Linked DNA regions of Mus musculus: region 1 is linked to region 2. A link is a contact called in public HiChIP or PLAC-seq data. All regions are on one chromosome and are shown on one strand. The core of a region is the stretch at or near the end of the contact, and the rest is flanking DNA. Distances in the headings are between cores, read along the strand shown.

Region 1 (2,700 bases), core at 9-2,508, 590 kb before region 2:
GCCATCCCCATTGGTCTGTGGCTATGAGTCCCCAGTTTCATCGAATTTGGGACCAGAGGCCATGCCATTAAGTGTCACATAAATTATGGTTGTCATGGAAGGTGACATATGTCGCCACCCCAACTGAGCTACTGGTTGGTGAAGTGAGCAAAAATTAGCTCATGAAAATTATAGCCCAGTATAAACAAACTCATCCACCATGCAAATTAAAGCCCAAAGAAGGTCCCTTTAGGGCCTTATGGCTTCCTAAAGCAATCCTCGGCATGGGGTACTGTATCCCAAAGGAGAACACAGAAGTATGATTCTATGGCTCAGTTAACATGCATGGAGGACTGCAGTAACACTAACCAGGTCCTACTTTAAATAGCAAACCTTGATTCCTATGAGACTTTTAGTTTCTGTAAAGTGAAGCTGTGCCTTGTTATGGGCCACATTTTAACATATCTTACACTAAATATAACATATTCTAAGTGGTGTGCCAGAACACTTAGTGAGACGTATATGATATAAGCAAAATACTTTCAAAATAACCAAAACTTTTAATGTGTGTGTGATAAGCGGTGATGTATTTTTAGCCAAAACAAATTTTGACAGATTTTAATGATGTTTCTAAGAAGTTATGTAACTGCTCGTGAGCTGAGATAATATTGAGAGGAGGCACTAATTAGAGCAAGTGTCTCCTAGACAGTGCTATAAATCCATCACTTAAAAATGTTTCTTTTATTATGTCACTTTAATTTTAAAGCCAAAGGGTTCAAATGGAACTTCTGTGATAAAGAGAACAGGCCTCCAAATTCAAAAGGTCATAAAGTTGCCAAGACATTTAGATGGTATGACAGTCTGTTGGTAGAGACTGGTACAGTTCTGGGGAAATTCTTAAGTCATCCATTCAGGAGATACATTCTTAGCTGGCTGTGGTGGCTCACACCTGCAATCCTAGCACTTAGGAGGCTGTGGAGGTACGTTTACCATGAGTTCAAGACCAGCTTAAGAGCTAGGTAGTGAGTTTCCCTCTACCTTGAGTTACAGAGTGAAAAAGCCCAGGCTCAAAACTAACAAATCAAATCAAACCAAAAGACCTCTGAGCAAGCCAGACACAAGACTTTCTGTCTTACACACAGAACAGAAAAGTCAACAACAATTAAATAATAACAAGAGTAATAAGAGGAAATTAACAAGAAAAGGAGAAGTTCAGAGCTCCCTGGGAGAGCTCTGATGCCCAAGTTCTGAATTAAAAATATGAATTACTCATCCTTGGATGATACGGTTTCTTTCCTGTGGTCATGGATGTCCCTAGAACTAGAGGAGATGGATTACAGTCAGCTGGTGGTATATCAAAATGATTACATAATATTCTTAAACTTTTCAAGTAGAACAGTTAATACTGATCTTGACACTGTGTGCTGTGGAAGTCTATGCCTTTTCTAATAGTTTCTATTTTTGTGCTCCATCTTGGTCAACACTTTCAATGTACATGTGAGGTTGTCCAGTACGTCATCACAAAAACACATTCACGATTTTCTTGTTATTAGTTGATATGAGTGATAATCACATCTTACAATGAGCTAGATTAGGCTTCCTGTGGCTTAGTTTTTACAAGTCTCCTCCATCACAAGATGTCAGTTAAAATCCATTGTTAGGCAAACATCCAGGCAGGGTCCAGACCCCTCTTAGTTAGTAGATGTGACCTCACCTAGGCTAAGGCAGGCGGCTTGACTTGGAGGATACTAAATAGCCAATGGAGTCTTCGCATTGTTTGTTTAATCAAACAAATCTATAGGCCACATCAGTTGGCTGAATGTTCCCAGAGTACAGTGTAAATCAGTGAGAGACTGACAGCTTGGGTAGCAATGCACTAGATTTCAGAACTAGTTTTAAAACTCCAGGAGCTTCTAGCAGATGCCCTTTAGCTCCAGTTTCCAGACCGCCAACGCTGTATAGCACAGAATGTACACAGCCATCCAAGGAAGAGCCAGATATAGTTACTTAAAAACATCACATCCGTGAAGGGGCTCTGTGCTCGCTCTTTCTGTAAGTAGATCTCTGTTACATAACAAACAGATTTCCCCCTCACAGCCAGGGTGTTCCCTCCTCTGACTGTGAGGGAGGAGGCATCCTCAGTTTGCCACAGGCTCCTTCATCCCCCTAGACACAAGCTGTCATCTGGCTTCCACAGAAGAGTTGAGACAGATATTGTGTCATGTTGTTGGCCTCCAGGTCAGAAGCTTCGTGAGACCACAGCTCTTCAGTGTCCAAGCTGCCTCTCTCTGGGTGGTTCCTCAGCAGCTCCTGAGGAAACAAAAATGAATAGTAACACACAATTACAAGTGCTAAATGGGATGTTTAATTATCACTAACTTTTAAGACTGGGAAAAATGTGGATCAAATTGGAGCCAAATCTGTCCAGATTTATTTCCTTGGGCATCTTAAGCTTAGACATATGAGCACCGAGCCACACATTTTTAACCGTGATTCCTCGCTGTACCAAGCATCGATGGCAGCCATTGTTTATGGGTTTCTTAGTGACTGTGATTTACTCCTTGAGTTCTGGTAGCTCTCGCATAACAGCCCCAAGTTCCTCATATACAGAAGATGATGGGCTTTCAACTCTACAAGAGGCCAGTTGTCAGGTAGAACCAAAAAAAAAACCACACATAGAACCAAAAAAAAAATTTTTTTTTTGGTAACAAATTGCACTCT
Region 2 (2,819 bases), core at 248-2,747:
AGAAGCCAAAATGACTCCAATGTTCAGACCTCAAGAAATCCCAATGCAAACCAAGCATCAAGAGAGACAGGAAAATCCCCAAAATGTATAGGTTTAAAGGAAAAAAGAAGTTTCCAGAATTTAGTTTTAGACATACCAGATTTGAGGAAGCAATTAGATAACCAAATGGCGTTTTAGTGGTCGGTGGAAAGGATTGGAGTTAAATAAGACTTTGGGGTTCTTAGGTATGCAGGTGGTATGCTGAAGTCCAGGGACAGTAACTCCCGCTTGGTGACATGGGACTGTCACATCCCTTGTGCTTGTCTGGCACTGACTATCCCCACTCCCCCGACCTCAGATGTCTCCCTGTCATCTACATCCGCTCAGGTTTGCTCTTCGTGCCTGTCACCTCCTTTGCTCTAATGCATTTACTTTTCCAGAGTCCTGTTCTCTCAAGCGCTGCATACTAAATTCATGACTAACGTAACAGAGAAGCAGATGCAAATTACATTACCAGGTCTATCTGTCCGTCCACTTCTTTTCAAGCCAACATGAGTTCTTTTCAGTAAGGGCCATGCCTGCTGGCTGTGGTTGCACACAGTGGGATCAGCCTGCTGGCTGTGGTTGCACACAGTGGGGTCAGCCTGCTGGCTGTGTTTGCACACAGTGGGGTCAGCCTGCTGGCTGTGGTTGCACACAGTGGGGTCATACGCTGAAGAGGGAAGCACAGTCAGAACACAGGTTCAATAAGGAGCAGATCAAAAGAAAAAATTGGGTCATATTTAGGATCCACACTTTATCTGTATGCACATGTATGTGCCAGTAGAGGCCATAGAGAGGCATCAGGTGCCCTAGAACGAAGTTACAGGTGGTTGTGAGCTCCCATGTGTGTGCTGGGAACCAAGCCCAGGTCCTCTGCAAGAGCATCAGGTGTCCTCAACCACTAAGCCATTTCTCCAGCTTCCGAAAGCTTTGATTTTTTTTTTTTTTTTAAAGACAGGGAGAGTCAGGTAGCATGAAAGCAATGCCAAAGAGGAGGACCATAAAATGAGATAAAACCCACTGATGAGAGTTGCCCCAAACACCTGTATGGCAGTAGGCAACATAGCTTCTTTTTCTGTTACTGTGATAAATGTCCAAGCAAAAGCAACTTAATGAAGGAGTGATATGCTTAGGCTCAGTTTGAGATGGGGAAATCCTCATGAAGGGAATCTCCTCTGGAGGGGAAGTCCTCATGGAGGAAGTCCTCATGGAGGGGAAGTCCTCAGGGAGGAAGTCCTCATGGAGGGGAAGTCCTCAGGGAGGAAGTCCTCATGGAGGGGAAGTCCTCATGGAGGGGAAGTTCTCATGGAGGAAGTCCTCATGGAGGGGAAGTCCTCATGGAGGGGAAGTCCTCATGGAGGGGAAGTACTCATGGAGGGGAAGTCCTCATGGAGGAAGTCCTCATGGAGGGGAAGTCCTCATGGAGGGGAAGTCCTCATGGAGGGGAAGTCCTCATGGAGGAAGTCCCCATGGAGGGGAAGTCCCCATGGAGGGGAAGTCCTCATGGAGGGGAAGTCCTCATGGAGGAAGTCCTCTGGAGGGGAAGTCCTCATGGAGGAAGTCCTCATGGAGGAAGTCCTCATGGAGGGGAAGTCCTCTGCAGGGGAAGTCCTCATGGAGGAGGTCCTCATGGAGGGGAAGTCCTCATGGAGGGGAAGTCCTCATGGAGGGGAAGTCCTCTGCAGGGGAAGTCCTCATGGAGGAAATCCTCATGGAGGGGAAGTCCTCATGGAGGAAGTCCTCATGGAGGGGAAGTTCTCATGGAGGAAGTCCTCATGGAGGGGAAGTCCTCATGGAAGAAGTCCTCATGGAGGGGAAGTCCTCATGGAGGGGAAGTCCTCATGGAGGGGAAGTCCTCATGGAGGAAGTCCTCATGGAGGGGAAGTCCTCATGGAGGGGAAGTCCTCATGGAGGGGAAGTCCTCATGGAGGGGAAGTCCTCATGGAGGGGAAGTCCTCTGCAGAGGAAGTCCTCATGGAGGGAAGTCCTCTGCAGGGGAAGTCCTCATGGAGGGGAAGTCCTCATGGAGGCAAAGTCCTCATGGAGGGGAAGTCCTCGTGGAGGAGGTCCTCTTAGAGGGGAAGTGGCCATGAAGCAAAACATCATGAGGAGAAGAACAGACATCAGAGCTGGAAGCTTGGGTCACATTGTGTCTGCAGCCAGGAGGAAGAGACTTACCAGTGCTCAGGCTTAATTGGTTTCCTCTTTTCATTCAGTCTAGGATCCAAGCTCAGGAAATGGGGCCACACTCCCATAGGGCAGCTCTTCTCACCTCAGTGAATCTAACAGGATGATCCCTCACAGACTGACTCAGAGAGCAACCTAATGGAAATAAATCCCTTACAGGTGTGCCTGGAAGCTCGCCTCCTTAAGTGATTCCAGATCAGCTGGCTAGGCTCCTTCCCTGGAGGCATGCTGAAAATGGCTGCTCCTGAGGCTCTCAAGCCTGTCTGTACCCTTAAGGAGACTTACAAATGTCTAGAGCTAATTCATACCCTCACAGGTCCTGGTCTCTGAGGAGAGGCTGCGTATCAACATTTTTTAATCTCCATGAGATTCTACTGTACAGGGAGAGGTAAAAGTGATGGACCCAAATTCTTTTTAAATTTTATATTATTATTTATTTTATGTGTGGGAGCCTTGCCTATGTGTATGCCTATGCACCTGCATGAATGCTTGGTGCCTAAAGCAACCAGGAGGGGGCGTTGATCCCCCGGAACTGGAGTTAGAGATAGTTGTGAGCTGCCATATGGATGCTGTGCATCAAACATGGGTCTACTTGAAGAGTAGCCAGTGCT

The links. HiChIP or PLAC-seq counts read pairs in DNA pulled down with a chosen protein or histone mark.
Region 1: a contact with region 2 is called in an H3K4me3 HiChIP or PLAC-seq map of bone marrow-derived macrophages, with 4 times the contacts expected there. The contact joins two enhancer-like sites. A contact is called at or near these places in 3 of 39 promoter capture datasets (embryonic stem cells and pre-B cells), 1 of 15 datasets of contacts at CTCF or cohesin (large pre-B cells), 1 of 484 Hi-C or Micro-C datasets (bone marrow-derived macrophages), 6 of 115 datasets of contacts at active chromatin or transcription factors (the 230-238 cell line, bone marrow-derived macrophages, effector CD8 T cells and 2 more) and 4 of 9 other capture datasets (adipose tissue, liver, macrophages and 1 more).

The regions. Positions count from the first base shown.
Region 1 is chr10:5,190,274-5,192,973 of GRCm38.p6, reverse strand. All of the region lies in intron 92 of Syne1 (spectrin repeat containing, nuclear envelope 1), which reads left to right. Among named protein-coding and RNA genes, the nearest start is that of Gm51757, 140 kb to the left of the region's middle. Within about 2 kb of position 1,258, at least 25 of the 459 cell types and tissues checked have an H3K27ac peak or open chromatin away from gene starts, as enhancers often do. A contact at or near this core is called in bone marrow-derived macrophages, where this site is marked.
Region 2 is chr10:4,600,504-4,603,322 of GRCm38.p6, reverse strand. No RefSeq gene overlaps it. Among named protein-coding and RNA genes, the nearest start is that of Esr1, 110 kb to the left of the region's middle. Within about 2 kb of position 1,497, at least 27 of the 459 cell types and tissues checked have an H3K27ac peak or open chromatin away from gene starts, as enhancers often do. A contact at or near this core is called in bone marrow-derived macrophages, where this site is marked.